2 separate regions of the Mus musculus genome follow, and region 2 is linked to region 1. The links are chromatin contacts, called in public HiChIP or PLAC-seq maps. All regions are on one chromosome and are shown on one strand. Each heading gives the region's core, a stretch centred on a gene start, on an enhancer-like site or on the middle of the called end of the contact. The rest is flanking DNA. Distances are from core to core; before and after follow the strand shown.

Evidence for each region. HiChIP or PLAC-seq counts read pairs in DNA pulled down with a chosen protein or histone mark.
Region 2: a FOXA1 HiChIP or PLAC-seq map of pancreatic cancer cells shows a contact between it and region 1. The contact joins the promoter of Polr3gl here to the promoter of H2ac18 in region 1. A contact is called at or near these places in 6 of 39 promoter capture datasets (the 3T3-L1 cell line, 3T3-L1-derived adipocytes, cranial neural crest and 3 more), 2 of 115 datasets of contacts at active chromatin or transcription factors (bone marrow-derived macrophages and pancreatic cancer cells) and 1 of 9 other capture datasets (liver).

Annotation. Positions count from the first base shown.
Region 1 is chr3:96,240,679-96,248,412 of GRCm38.p6, reverse strand. It overlaps H2ac18 (H2A clustered histone 18), which reads right to left and starts at 2,916. Exons shown (of 1, transcript NM_013549.2): 1 at 2,361-2,916. The coding sequence starts at 2,832. The coding sequence ends at 2,440. H3c14 (H3 clustered histone 14) reads right to left here and starts at 1,728. Exons shown (of 1, transcript NM_178216.3): 1 at 1,065-1,728. The coding sequence starts at 1,527. The coding sequence ends at 1,117.
Region 2 is chr3:96,590,421-96,598,154 of GRCm38.p6, reverse strand. Polr3gl (polymerase (RNA) III (DNA directed) polypeptide G like) reads left to right here and starts at 3,974. Exons shown (of 8, transcript NM_027241.4): 1 at 3,974-4,071. Ankrd34a (ankyrin repeat domain 34A) reads right to left here and starts at 1,519. Exons shown (of 2, transcript NM_001024851.3): 1 at 1,347-1,519; 2 at 1-789. The coding sequence starts at 673.

The sequences.
Region 1 (7,734 bases), core at 1,667-4,166:
TTCCCAGAACCCACATGGCATCTATAACTCCAGTTCCAGGGGATCCATCAGCCTCTTTTGGCCTCCTCAGGTACCAGGTAGCCATATGATACATACATATATACATATGTGCAAAATGCATTCATACATATAAATCTAAATTTTTTAAAATTTAAATGGATTTTCAAGATTCTCCTTCTAGATTGTTACTTAGTGACAGTGAGAAACCTTGCTAAACATGTAATCTTAGACCAGGGTTGTTGAGGGTGTTAACTAAGGCAAGAAAGAGTCTGGACAGAAGAATAGTGTTATACAACTCAAAAGCATTTGTAAAGTATTTGGTGATTTGTGAGTTTTGAGCAAAGGACAAGGAACTTCTAATAGATGAGAGGGGGGAAAGGAAAGTTATCTATCAGTAAAGTGGATAATCTGAAATTAGGACAATTAGAATGGAACCAAAGGAACGTTGTTTGTAGGTCAGCCTTTTACTATGTGGTACCTCTAACACACACACACGACTTACATACCATCATCATAGTAATTAAATTTGAATGGAGTAACTCACCTGATAGCAGGCAGATAAGATACTCAATGCTAAAACTTAAAACCTGTAATGTAATGAACACGAGGATCTCCCAAGTAAACTATCAAAACATTGGAAGGTGGCTGTAAACATCTACTCCAAAAACATAGAAAAGCAACGCATGTTAGCAATAAAGTATACTAATTTGTAAAGGGCAATATAAGTAGCCTTGCAAGGCCTGACACTTGGCTTCAATGAGCCAGGTGCTCATTTTAAAAAAAGAAAAAGCTCTATCATGTCAAATTACATTAGAAGGGAACGAAAAAGATAAAAGAAAAACGAATTAAGACTGATGTTAGAAGAGGAATGCAGAGGTTGAGCACCTGGATAAGATATTTTAGTCACTGCGCTCGCAATTGCCCCCGAAATTAGCACATTCTTAAGCGACTATAGGCAACTATTAAAAGAGGCTCGGTGGACAGTAAGCACCAGCCACTGCAGAAACCTAGAAGAATGCAAAGGCAATTTAAGACAAAAAGCTGAATAGCTCTTTCCGGGAAGCTGTGGTGGCTCTGAAAAGAGCCTTTGTGGGGAATGGATGGGAGACAGGGCGCTTAAGCGCGCTCCCCACGGATGCGGCGGGCCAACTGGATGTCCTTGGGCATGATGGTGACGCGTTTGGCGTGGATGGCGCACAGGTTGGTGTCCTCGAACAGCCCCACCAGGTAGGCCTCGCTCGCCTCCTGCAGCGCCATGACGGCCGAGCTCTGGAAGCGCAGGTCCGTCTTGAAGTCCTGCGCGATCTCGCGCACCAGGCGCTGGAACGGCAGCTTGCGGATCAGCAGCTCGGTCGACTTCTGGTAGCGCCGGATCTCCCGCAGCGCCACGGTGCCGGGCCGGTAGCGGTGCGGCTTCTTCACGCCGCCCGTGGCCGGGGCGCTCTTGCGGGCGGCCTTGGTGGCCAGCTGCTTGCGCGGGGCCTTGCCGCCGGTGGACTTGCGGGCAGTCTGCTTCGTACGGGCCATGGCGAAGACGGAAGACACCCAAACGAGGAGCACTCGGGGACCTGATACCGGCCCGAGCCGGCCGCCTTTATAGGCGCAGTCTTCCCCGCGGCGGGGCGGAGACAGCGACTTGAAACTCCCGCGCTGCCGCGCCATTGGCCGTGGCGTCACCGGCCCCGACCTCGCCCATTGGCTCGGGCCCGCCACGCCACCTGACCCGCCCCCCCCCGCCCCCCACGTCCAGCCCCGCGCCCGGTCCACTTGCCAACGTTCTGCGAGGGTGGAGCCACGTCTGGCAGCTGCCCGTAGAGGGCGGGTCCCGGCTCTGCCCAAGAGGAGCTCGCGCGCCCCCGCCCGCCGCCCAAAGTCCCAGGGCAGAACTAATCTAGTGTTTGTGCAGCACCGCCCAGCCACAGCCACAGTCCCAGCCCCAGTCCCCCATGATCCCTAGAGCCGGCCGCGTCCAGTCCTCGCGGGACACCTCCTCCTCCTAGACATTCCCCAAGGACCGGACGAGAGCGCGGCTGACTGCGACTTATGTCTAGATTGGCCTAGACGTCCTAGTTGAGTCTTAGTCCTGGGAAGGGTCAGGCGGGTGGACGCTGAGTGAGGGACAGTGTTGTGTAGGACAAGGGTGTGGGCAGATAGGGGCTAAATGCTTGGGACGGTCAGCGAGAACCGCGTATCCGCTCCGCCGAGGCAGGGCATGAACCAAAGAGCGACAACAAACTACCAGGGGGAACCACGGGCAGGATGGGCAAGGAAGCAGAGGACACGACACTCTTACTTTTGGGGCAGGGCCAGGAAAGGCCACCAAGACCGGCTACCGTGACACAACTCTTTATCTGATTCAGTGGGTGGCTCTGAAAAGAGCCTTTTTAGGAGCTCGCGGGGGTTATATCACAGAGACGCGGGCCGACGCGAGCAGTGGCCTCACTTGCCCTTCGCCTTATGGTGGCTCTCCGTCTTCTTGGGCAGCAGCACGGCCTGGATGTTGGGCAGGACGCCGCCCTGCGCGATCGTCACTTTGCCCAGCAGCTTGTTGAGCTCCTCGTCGTTGCGGATGGCCAGCTGCAGGTGGCGCGGGATGATGCGCGTCTTCTTGTTGTCGCGGGCCGCGTTGCCCGCCAGCTCCAGGATCTCGGCCGTTAGGTACTCCAGCACCGCCGCCATGTATACCGGCGCGCCGGCACCCACACGCTCCGCGTAGTTGCCCTTGCGCAGCAGCCGGTGCACACGCCCCACCGGGAACTGTAGCCCGGCCCGGGAAGACCGCGACTTGGCCTTGGCGCGGGCCTTGCCTCCTTGCTTGCCACGACCGGACATCACGAAAGCGCAAACAGACGAACGGCCACAACCAGGAAACGGTACTCCGGCGCCGACGCCTCACTCTTTTATAGACGCAGACCCGATTGTCCGCCCGACGCTCTCATTGGCTCACACGCGTCCTGACGCCGTGGCCAATAGGAGCGCGCGGACAGAAGCCTCTCATTTACATAAGACCGGCTCCCTCGCCCCGGCGCCGCCCTGGAACGCGCGAATCACGACGCGCGTGCTCGGTGGCTTCATTTGCGTGCGGCCGTCGTTGCGACACTCCGCGGGTCGCCGGGCGGCTGGGCCTGCTCGCTGTTTCTCCTGCTGAGGAAGCTAACAGGAATAGAGCCGGTAGCACGCGTAAACTTGGCCACAGGGCATGGTGTACCAGGTGTAGGTGACTGGCACAGGCTGTGAGTTCTTTCCTCAGCTCCATCTTTGTGCCCAAACTGGCGAGTCGTCCCGGCAGAGCCAGGCAGCCTTACCCTGTTTCCTGTATGAAACCACCCACGGTGTCTCTGCTGCTTCCTGGGTTTTTTGTTTTTTTGTTTTTTTCTCTTCTACCTCCCATTGACATTAGAAATCATTTCTACTCAAGTTACATGTGCCCTTGAATGAGGAGTATTAAGTGTAGGGGTATCTTTCGACTTTGCAGGGGAGTTACATAAAATTAGTGTTAATATATTGTCAGAATGTAGGAAAGCATTAGGCAGTCCATTTATTAAAGTATCAGCATCGGAGGCGTCTGTGAAGTAACTTGTCTTTTGGGTCAGAAATTGCTTAACTTGGATCTTGTTATTTTTTAGTGCAGTTTTCAGTTTACATACGGTGACTAAATTTCCTGTTTCAGGTCACAAGATTTAAGAGGGATTTACGTACAGCTTGTTAAAGATTGAAGTCTTAATGGCACTTTGTATGTTATTTCATTGTAGTTTGGCATATTCTGGGATGTAGGTCAATGGCACAGTACTTTCCTAGTTATATACGAGGTCTTAAGCACCACACCAGAAATTCAATCAGAATTGTTTAGCCACACAGACATTGTTGCTTGTTTTCTGTTTGCCTTAGTTTCACTCCCCCCACCCCCTGTTTCCCTGAGTGTCTCCCACCTGCCTTTGCTGCTCTTCAGTCAGCTCTGCCTCTCCTTTGGCCCTGTCACATTGCTATTCCCATAGTGTCAATGCTCTTCTCTCATCCCTGCAGATTGGGTCCCAGGCTACCTTGGGTATTTCTGCTCCAAGTTACCACATGCTTCTAAAAACAGAAAGAGATACACTTGAGCCAGACTCTTGTATAATTAACTCCCAGGGAACGTCCTAAACAAGTATCTACCCAAGGGTATGGAAGTGGTTTGGCTCCACACTGAGCTGCTTCGGGAACATTGTCCCTAAAGAAGCAGGCTCTTCTGAAAAACATAAATAGGTTAGCTGAAAGCTGACTGTAAGTGTGGTGTCTCTGTCTTCGCTTGATGTCTGTCTCCTTTGGCTAAAGGCAGAGTGAAGTTACTGTTTTACCTTTCACTTGCATCATAGCAAATGAGGGCCGTTACCCACGAGGTCAGGGCCACTCCCTAGAGTACAAGTGAGAGTCAGAGTGATATCTTCCCGAATCTTGCAGGTTCAAACCGTAGCACTGACCAGAGAACCATGCATCTGCCTCCTAGGATTCCTTAATTTTGCTAACATCTTGCCTGCCCAGGTTCCTCCTCTACTTAAGGCTTCAAGCTCATTCATGTCAATATCTGTAGATAGACAGATTTTCGGGGGGTGGGGTTTGCTGGGCCTATATTCTTCTCAATATAGCTTCTTGACTAAATCTCTGATTTTTCTTTTAGACACGTGGTTGAGCCTTGCCTTAGGGTGTCTACAGCCCAATCCTTTACCCTCAAACCTTTGGCTACTTGTTCATTTTGTTGCATATCATGAGGACACTGGCATTGGTTTACAACTTCAGGCTTTGTGGACAGGCTGAAGTGAAAGCTATGTTGGTTGACAGTACTGATTTTGTTACCCTACTAGGTGAAGGAATAAACCTTGGAACTAAGTTGATAATGACATATATATATATGACAATACCTTGGAATGGGGGGAATGCATTTGTGGGGTGAGATGGTGGAAAGGTTGTGAACAGTCAGTGGCAGAATGTGTGGCCATTTCCACAGTGAACTGTGGTAGCTCCAGCTGCACTAGGATTTCTGCAGCTCTTGAAACTGGATTTATTTTAGCAAACAGGAAATGGCTTCAGTGCAAGAATTAAGTGGATCCTGTCTTTCACCTGTGTATCAAGTGTCAGTGGGAAGTCAGTGTGCCTTCGTTAGATATGGTCAGTGTATTTAAGATGTGTAAACATGTGCTTTGAATGGTAGCTTAGTAAATGTAGCATTGCACCATGGTATATTTGACCTAATATGACTCCTATATTGTAACAGTTTTATTCTTTTTGTTTTTTAAAGACAGTTTTTGTGTGTGGCTTCTTTTTTTCCTTTCTTTTTTTGGGGGGGGGGGGTATAGGCTGTTTTTTGTTTTGTTTTCTAGACAGAAACTCTTAAAAGAGTCCTACTTAGCAAAGGTAGTTTTGAAATAGATGTGATGGTTGTTTTTGGTTGTCAACTTGAGCACATCTGGAATTAGTTAAAACCCTAGGGGCTGGGAATACCTCTGAGGCATTTGAAGTGGGAAAATCCACATTTTTGGGACAGTGTGTGAATGCTTGCTACTTCTTAAACTTTTTTGACTATCTCCAACCAGGACTTTGATGATTATGTTTAGGGCTTATTCCGAAGTTAATCCAGGATAACCTCTCAGAATTGAATAGACAAGTCCTTTTCCTCTCTTAAATATTGATGGGTTCTGAAAAATTGGACTATTCACAGCCTACCATAGCCATCAACTACTGCTATAGCTTGAACTGTTTCCACACAAAAGATGTTCTGTTGCTTCAACAAAAGCAGCATGGCCAAAAAGCGAGTTGCAGAGGAAACATTTCCATATCATTGGAGGAAGTCAGGACCGGAACTCAAGCAGAGCTGGAACTTGGAGACAGGAGCTGATCCAAGGGCATGGAGAGGTGCTGTTTAATGTCTTGCTCAGTCTGCATTCTTATAGAACCCAGGACTACCAGCCCAGGGATGGCATACAACCCACAATGAGTTGGGCCCTACCCCATCAATTGCTAATTGAGAAAAATACCTTACAGTTGGGTCTCAGAGAGGCCATTCCTCCACTGAAACTTCTCTCCCTGCGATGACTAGTTTGTGTGAGGTTGCCACATAAAACCAGCCAAAACAAGTCAAACCCATACATAGCCTCACAGCCTGCTCTCTTAGCCTGTTCTCGTGTCTCAGAAAACAGTATGGTACCTTACTATGACAATCTTAAGAATGCAACTGCTAAAAATTCTAATTATTGAAATTTATAAATAAAACTTTCAGGTTAAAAGAGACTTAGACATTTTCGTTGTGGACATATTAATCTTTGGCCCTGATAAAATGATGACTTTTAATATTTGCAGATTTGGCCCAAATGTGTACTTGGGAGCCTCCGTTTTTCCTTATCAACCTATTTTGATATGTGTAGCTTCAATCTATACAAAAGTTCAGGGCTGGAGATGGCTCAGGGTTTAACAGCCCTTGCTGCTCTTGCAGAATATCTGGGTTCCTTCAGTTCCCAGGACTACATGGTTGCTGACAAGCCTTCAGCTCCAGGGGATCTAACTCCTGGTCTCTGAAGGCACTAGGTATGAAGCACTAACAAAGAAATAGAAGAGTCAATGTTATAACATCCTTTATAGGAATAACACATATCAGGAATAACACGTACCAAATTATATTTCAAGACAAATACTTAAGGATCAAAAGTATATTCTAAGGTCATAGGATGTCATTCTCGTGATCTGCAGTCAGTCCATAAATGCAGGGTTGTGTAGTCTTTGCTGAACCCTTGATCCACCTCTCAAATTTGTGAGTCCACATATGCACATAAATATCAATATCAAATTTAATCAGAATCCTTGATAAACCTTCAACTTCTCAACTTAAAATGCTTTTCAGCTAGCCATCCTAATAACACTGCCTACCTAAGCCTGGCGGTGGTGGCACACACCTTTAATCCCAGTACTTGGGAGGCAGAAGCAAGCAGATTTCTTAGTTCGAGGCCAGCCTGGTCTACAGACTGAGTTCCAGGATAGCCAGGGCTATACAGAGAAACCCTGTCTCGAAAAAACCAAAAAAAAAACAAACAAACAAACAAAAAAACCCACCAAAATCCAAAAAAATCCACTGCCTACCTAGCTTCAACCCAAAATCCTAGTGCTACACTCTTGCCGATTCCTCCACAAGACTAGAATTCCATCTCCACAATATGTAACAATGTAAAATATAAAGATTGTAACTATGTTACTATGTAACAATATACCTGTTACTAGAGCTAAGCTTACACTCAATATGCCTAATCAGTGATTCTAATGCATCGATAACGAACCTTATTACAAATTTCAGAGATTGAAAAATGCTGGCTGTATTTTACCGAGCATAACTGATGCGATGCTAAAATAATGGCAGTCCGGATATGGTACTCCGAGTCACTCTAGCCCCAGACAGCCTGGAAGGCTCCTAAAAGGAGCTTCTGAGAGCCATCAGGACAAATGATAGACAAAAGCAGCAGCGTAAGGTTTACTTTTTAAGTTATTTCGATTCCTTATGTACAAATCTGAGTGGCAAAAAAATAATTTTAGTAAACCCCAGGCGAACTGTACTTGGTCTTTTCAAGCACTCTCAGATGTGTATGGATTAAGAAAATAACCTTTAAATTTAACGATTTTAAAGTAAGGCTCCCAGCGATAAACGCTTAAAATGAAACAAGTAGGTTTTACACTGTTTCAAGTAGAAAAATAAAGAGGCTATGAGAATTATCCGCT
Region 2 (7,734 bases), core at 2,725-5,224, 350 kb before region 1:
AAGGGTCATCAGGGGGCTTGGGAAGAGGAAATTCAAAAATGTCTCTTTTCTCCTCTTCTTCCTGGGCGCGAGGGGATAACAACCCGCGCCCTCCTCCTGCAGTCTGCAGTTGGACTTCTGAAGGCGATGTGCAGACCCCTGGACTAGGAGGAGCGGGTGCAGGGTCCTCTACCCCTGGGGACGGTGGGGAATTAAGATACTGCCTGGTCTTCTTGGTGCCCGAGGGCGAGGTATCCGTCGTTATGATGATGACCTCCGTGCCCTTGGCCTTGCAGGCGTCCAGCAGTGTGGCAAGGGTCTCGCGGTCCCCTCGGTCCAGGGCGTGGACAAGCGCCGAGGCGCCAGCGTGATCTCGAACTGAAGGGTCTGCGCCGTGGGCAAGGAGCAGAGAGGCCACTGCGGCTCCCCCACCCCCGGCGCAAGCATGCATCAGCGCGGTACGTCCTAAACGGTCTGCGATGTTGGGATCCGCGCCTTGCTCCAAGAGATAGCGTACCATGCGCGCCTTGTTCTGAGGGTCGTCGTAACGGGCCCTACAGGCCGCCATTAGCGCAGTCTCCCCCTGGGCATCACCCTCATTCACGTAGGCTCCTCCCTCCAGAAGCAAACGGGCCAAGCGTAGCTTACCCTGTCCCACAGCTCGAAGAAGAGCGTGGCCCTCGGTGTGCAGCATAGCTGCGGCTCGGGCAAAAACACCGATGGAGCCGGGACTGGGACCTGCCGAAGATATCTAGGAGTATGGGGGTGGTGGTTGGGAGAGGCCTGAAGTCTCGGTAGTGAAGCCTATCCCTGTGAAAGAGAGAGAGAGAGCTTACTGACAGGCTCAGCAGGGAAACTGAGGCACCGATGAACGAACCTGATGTATGACGGGGGGGGGGGGATAAGTGCAGTCTTTCCTTTTGACTTCTGTCTTTGAGCGGTCCCATACCCCCCCCCCCCGCACACGCATGCCAGAGGAGGTGGGAAGGGTGCACCACCCGCACTGAAGGATGAGAGCTCGTGCATATACGTACATGCACGCGCACAGATATTCCCACCCCCCATTCGCACCCCACGGCTTATCAGACCTTTCCAACATCCCCCTTTTCTTATCCACACTTGGAATCCCCCTCTCTAGGATACTGAACGCCACCCACCCACACACATGCACCCGTACAGTCATACACATATTTCTATTCCTAACCTCTTTTAGATTGCCACATCCCCAAAAACTGAGGGGGGGGGAGAAGCAGATTGCAATTGGGACCTAAAGGGGTGGAGGAAGAAGTGGGGTTTCTTTTGCTTTTGCCATGTTCCCCATTGCTCCTTGTTCTTCCCCCTCCCAGCCTGTACCCCCAAATAGATACCTGAATGTCCGCATAATCTCTGCCTGGCCAGGATTGAGGCCGGGGCCATGGGGGCCTCTGGGTTGGAGGAGCCGGGTACCTGGGGACCCACATGGCGTGTGTGGGGGGGTACCCGGATTCCCTTGGTGTCAGTATCTGTGCCCCAGCGCTGAATCCTGGTCCCTCCTCCCGGTGCGCCCCGGGCACAGCGCCGGCTCCGGAGGAGAGAAGGGGGGCGGAGCTCTTCTGTGCTATTTATAGCCCAGTCTCTGCGGGTGGGGGCGTCCGGCACCAAGCCGCTCCCCACCCCCATGCGCACACATATAAACCTATAAACCCCTAAGGGGGAAAAAAAGCACCTAGCGCCTCCAATCTTGACTTCCCATTCTTATCCCACCTCCCCAGCCCAAACAAACCTAAGCGCTCCTTAGGGGACTCTCCCACGACCCATTCAGGAACCATCCAGATTCTTCGTTGATCTTCAACAGATCTCCATGAGCTTCGGTATGCCAGACCTGACTGCCACACACGGCATATGGCACACTGTGCAGAGGGGTGTAGGGAGGCGGTTGGGATCTGCAGCGGCGTCCACAGAGCAGAGAGGCAGGAGATGTGGCTCCCTTCCCGTAGTTTAAATATCAGGGAAAGTATAGCCTGGAATCAGACAACAGTCTATCCCCGCTGCACCCCTCTCAAACATCACACACCATAGAGACACTTGGATCTCATTTCCCTTGGGTCCCATTAGGAATGTAAGGAAGGTGGTTTTCCCAGGGAATTTTTAGGGCAAGGGGCCGTCCCAAATTCCCTCTTTACAGTATTTTAAGGGGTGTGCATAGGAGGTAGAAAAAGGCAGAGTGGTGACCGGCCCCTGTTGCACAGATGTGTTCATTACATCTCTACTCCCTTAGACTCATTCTTCCCTCTTCCTTGAAGGTCCCTGCCTGAATCACTCATCTCTTCCTATCTGTTGCTCACTGCCTCTGCCTCTCCGTGCCACCTGCCCTGTCTCCATGGTTACCAAGGCTTCCATCTGCATAGTTTAGGGATGAGTTTGTGTCCAGCTGGAAGGTACCAAGGAAAGTGGGGGCATCGGATGGGTATTAAGGGTTTGGAAAGCTCACCGAGGGTCTTAGAGGACTCAAATGGTGGACGCCACCAAGTACAGATACAAAAAGTCACGTTCCTGGGAAAGGAGGAGAAACAGCCGGAGGGAAATCACCCACTTTTATTAGCTATTGATGTGTGCCGAGAGATGTGCATACATACATCATCTCCAACCCTCACAACTCAATGAGGGGGGAACTATTGTCTTCCTGCAACAAATGATAATGAGGTTAAGCAAGTTCCCCCAAAGCGCTACAGCTATGTTTTTATACTATTCCAAAAACGGAGTATGTGTCATCCACATGCAACTTCCCAGTCTAGAGGCCATTTTCTCTGACCTCTGTCATATTCTTGTTGACTGACTCCTAGTTTTACATCCATCCTGAAGTATTTCCCTTTACTTCTACTCTGTAAAAAAAATGACTCTTTCTATTCTGCCCTCTTTCCTTGAAGGGGCTTGAAGGGCAGTGGAAAGTACAGAAAGAAAAAACCCACTGGGTTCCTGCCTTCTCTCCCCAATTACTGCTCTGGTCCCAAGCCCCCTTCTCTCCCTCACTTCTCAGACACCGCAACAATCCGCATTTGGGGCCTGAGCTTGGTAGCAGAGTCAAGAGTATCAAGAGTTCAAGGCCAGCCTAGACTGGGTAGCCAGACCCTGCCTTTAGAGAAAAAAAATCTTTTAAAGATTATTTATTAGTAGTGCTGGTGACTGAGGAAGAATAATAAAGAGGGTGTGTGTGGTATGTGTGTGTGTGTGTGTGTGGTGTGTGTGGTGTGTATGTGATGGCCTAAGCCAGAAGAGGGCGCGGGAGTCCGGTAGTTGGGAACCTCCTGGAGTGTTTCTCTGTGTGTGTGTGTGTGTGTGTGTGATGTGTGGTGTGTGTGTGTGTGTGTGTGTGTGTGTGTGTGTGTGTGTGATGTGTGGTGTGTGTGTGTGTGTGTGTGTGTGTGTGTGTGTGTGTGTGATGTGTGGTGTGTGTGTGTGTGATGTGTGGTGTGTGTGTGGTGTGTGTGTGGTGTGTGTGTGTGTGTGTGTGTGTGTGTGGTGTGTGTGTGTGTGTGGTGTGTGTGTGTGTGTGTGTGTGTGTGTGTGTGTGTGTGGTGTGTGTGTGTGTGTGTGTGTGTGTGGTGTGTGTGTGGTGTGTGTGTGTGTGTGTGTGTGTGTGTGTGTGTGTGTGTGTGTGTGTGATGGCCTAAGCCAGAAGAGGGCGCTGGAGTCCGGTAGTTGGGAACCTCCTGGAGTGTTTCTGGGAACTCCTGCAGGCACAGCTGTTAACAGATGAGCAGTCTGGTTTCTCTGACCCAGGGCTACATTTCCCAGCAGCGGTTCTCCTCTTCTGGCTCCGCCACGTGTCTGGATGAGCTCTGAGTAGCAGGACATCTTAGCCATCTAGTTCGGTCTGGGCATAAGAGGTGAATTCTGCAGCCCCAGGTCTCAGCGCGCCACTTCCCAAGCCTCAGTTCCGGTTAAGCTCGCTCCCTCCTCCTCCCCTCCTCGCCCGCCTCCGCTCTCGTCGATTGGCCAGGAAAACCCACCAATGGAGAGCTCGGGGAGGCGGGCCTAGAACGAGGGCTGGAAGAAGAAAAGCAAATTTCAAGTTGGCGGCTGCGTGGGCCCTGAGTGGGGGAGGGACGGCAGGTAAGGCTTCGACCTGGTGGCTCTGACCCGGTTTGGTTCGGTACTTCCCGAATTAGTCCCTCGGCGCCGACAGCGACGTAGATAACGCTTTCTGTCAGCCTGTTGGATCAGCCCCCTTCTAAATCCCTCCCCTTTTTCCCCGGGCTCTCACTGCTGTCTTGACTGTACGCCGGAGACAGCTTGCTGTCGCGCCTGGGGACAGATATTAAAGCAGGAGAGGAAGGTTCATTCTTGTAGCTCAGACTCTTCTATGGTACCAGCTTCTCCCGCACCCATTAACGTAACATTAGCCCCCTGTCAAGAGCCTGACAGATTCTTATTACCTATCAAGTCAACTGAACCGCTACCCTCTACCCACCACTTTCCTAGACCACCGTGAAGAATTTATTGATCCCCGACCTGACAAAGTCCGATTATCACTATTGGAATCTCTTTAATTTTTAAAATTACATTATTTGTGTGTGTGTGGGGGGGGTACGTACAAGCCATGGCTTACGCAAGGAGGTCAGAGGACAACTTGAGCTAGTCAGCCTGTTTCCTGGCCACTTGGCAACACGAGTATTTACCATCTCACGAGGCTGACTTTTTCCATCCCTCCCATGCTTTTATCGGCAGACTCTTGCTATGTAGCCCATACTGGCCTCCAGTTTGCATTCCCCCTGCCACAGTACCCCCGGTGTTAGGATTATATGTTCTCTTTCACTGTTTCTATTCTATGAACGGAAGGTTTGATGGGACAGATTGGGGTACTTAATACATTGTGTTCAGTAAGCGTTAATCGAGTGGAATTGATTTGTGGGAACCAGTGCTCTTGTCAAGGAGGACAAATTTAAACTCCTGATATAATTAGGGAACAATAAAAGACAACATTATATAATTAGGGGTCTTTGAACTGGTGGTTTATTGCATTAATGTTTTATAGTTATTCTCAGACCAGAGAAGGAAAACAACAAAAAGAACCAGAAGGGAGTCTTTGTGACTCACAGAGTCTGTAGACACATGTTCAAAAGACAGATATTTACTGAGAACCTACTACATAGCAGACACAGTGCTAGACAACCGGGATCACAATGAACCCTCTGATAACATCTATTCAATAAATTGTTATTTAGTATGTGGGAAAATATTTTCGAAACCAGTTCTTTCTATGCAGGGCAAACAGGCTGACCTCCAACTTATGACCCTCCTGCCTCACCCTTTCTGGGATAACAGGCTTGTACCACTGCACCCCAAATAAGCTTTTTTCTTTTAAATTGAGAAATGTGAGTCCGGTCTTACAAATGCTAAGCATTCATTCTGCCCCTGAACTACACCCCTAGCTCTGAAACAGCATCTTTAGGAAGAGAACTCACTAGCTCTTTTCAGGTCGGTCCACTCTTTCACTTTTTCCTTTGAATTTATTCAACTTAAACTTACTTATTATTAGTGGGCCTGGGTGGAGTGTGTACCATGGTGCATATGTGGAGGTCAGGCTGGCCCCAAACTCACCATGGAACCAAAGATGAATTGAAATTTCTGAATGACAGGCTTGGCCCAAGGCTTTCTGCTAAGCGAGTGTGTTGTTGCTGTTGTTGTTGTTGTGAGGGTTTGCTTATTTTCTTTAACTGGGGATTGAATTGAGGCCCTAGTGATTTGCTAAGTAGGGTTCCACCACTGAGCTATAGCACCCACTCGTCCTCTGAATTCTTGTGTGTGGGTGGGCGTTTGGTCTGCATGTGAGTCTTTGTACCACTTGTGTGCTTGAAACCCTCAGAAGGCAGAAAAGGGTGTTGGGTTCCCTGGGACGGGTTACAGACAGCTGTGAGTCCCTGTGTGGGTCCCGGGGAATCGAATCCCAAGTCCTCTGGGAGAGCAGCCAGTGCTCTGAGCCACTGAACCATTCTCCAGATTTCCCCTGCATTCTTGAAAACGAAGCATCCTTTTTACTTGTTGATTGTAGGATATACATTTATTCCACACAACTTTCAAACACATAGTAATATAAGAGTGTGCATTATTTCATAGCCCTAAGGTAATAATGATGGTAATTAGTATTTTACAACTTTAAACTTTATTGTTATTTTATGTACTTGCACACTGGTGCCACCGCATGCATGTCAGCGTCAGAGGACAGCTTTGTAAGGTTATGTCTCCCTTGCACCTTAGTTGGTTCCAGGGATGGGACTCAGGTTCTTGGACTGGCACTGACTTTATCTGCTGAGCCATCTTGCCTGCCCCTGATACTAGTATTTAGACATATGTACTCTCAGTTTATTCTGTATATATGCAAAACTTTTTGTTTTATAAGTAAATAGAGCCACACTATAAATTCAATTTTGTATCAAGAATGAAAACATTAAAAAAACAACAACAACAGATAAATATGACTTTATATTGTAGTCTCCTTCACCCCTAAACACTCCATATTATTAACCTCCTCCCTTGAAAATGGCTTGTTTGGGGGTTTTTGTTATTTGTTCTGGATGTTGTTGTTGTTGTTGGGTTTTGCTTTTTTGTTTTGTTTTTTAAAGATGCACTTATTATATTTATGTGAGCTCACTGTAGCTGTTTTTCAGACACCCGAAGAGGGCATCAGATCCCATTACAGATGGTTGTGAGCCACCATGTGGTTGCTGGGAGTTGAACTCAGGACCTCTGGAAGAGCAGTCAGTGCTCTTAACCACTGAGGCATCTCTCCACCTTTGTTTTGGTTTGGTTTTTGGTTTTTCTAGACAGTCTGTTTCTCTGTGTAGCCTTGGCTGTCCTGGAACTCACTCTGTAGACCAGGCTGGCCTCAAACTCTAGATTTCTGCCTGCTTCTGCCTCCTGAGTGCTGGGATTAAAACCAGGCTGTTTTTGGTTTGTGGTTTTTATCATCTATTATTAGACCACTTATATCATTTCAGAATTTGTTGTTTGAAACAAGGTTTCACTATGTAGTAGCCCAGGCTGACCTGGAACTCCATAGATACCTCAGACTGACCACTTTCTGCCTTAGCCTTCTTTTTCTTCTTTTTTTTTAAAGATTTATTTATTTATTATATGTAAGTACACTGTAGCTGTCTTCAGACACTCCAGAAGAGGGCGTCAGATCTTGTTACAGATGGTTGTGAGCCACCACATGGTTCAAATGGTCCCATGGTCCCATGTGGTGGCTGGGATTTGAACTCCTGACCTTTGGAAGAGCAGTTGGGTGCTCTTACCCACTGAGCCATCTCACCAGCCCTGCCTTAGCCTTCTTGAGGTGAGGTGAGAATCACCATGTCTAGTTTATTTCAGAACTTTTGCTGCCATAAATAGCTCTTTAGCAAACATTGTGATACTTTTATTGCCGAATATGTGACTATTTAGGACAGATTTTAACAGTAGGATTTCTAGATTAAGAATAAAAACACAGCCTGCTAGTGGTGGTGCGCGCCTTTAATCCCAGCACTTGGGAGGCAGAGGCAGGCTGATTTCTGAGTTTGAGGCCAGCCTGGTCTACAGAGTGAGTTCTAGGACAGCCAGGGCTACACAGAGAAACCCTGTCTCAGGAAAACAAAAACAAAAACAAAAACAAAAAACAACCAAACCAAACAAAACAAACAAATAACAACAACAACAAACAACTCAAGAGATTGTTTAGTCTTCCTTGGAGGTGTGCTTCTGTTTTAGTTGGCTTCCTATTGTTATGGTAAAACACGA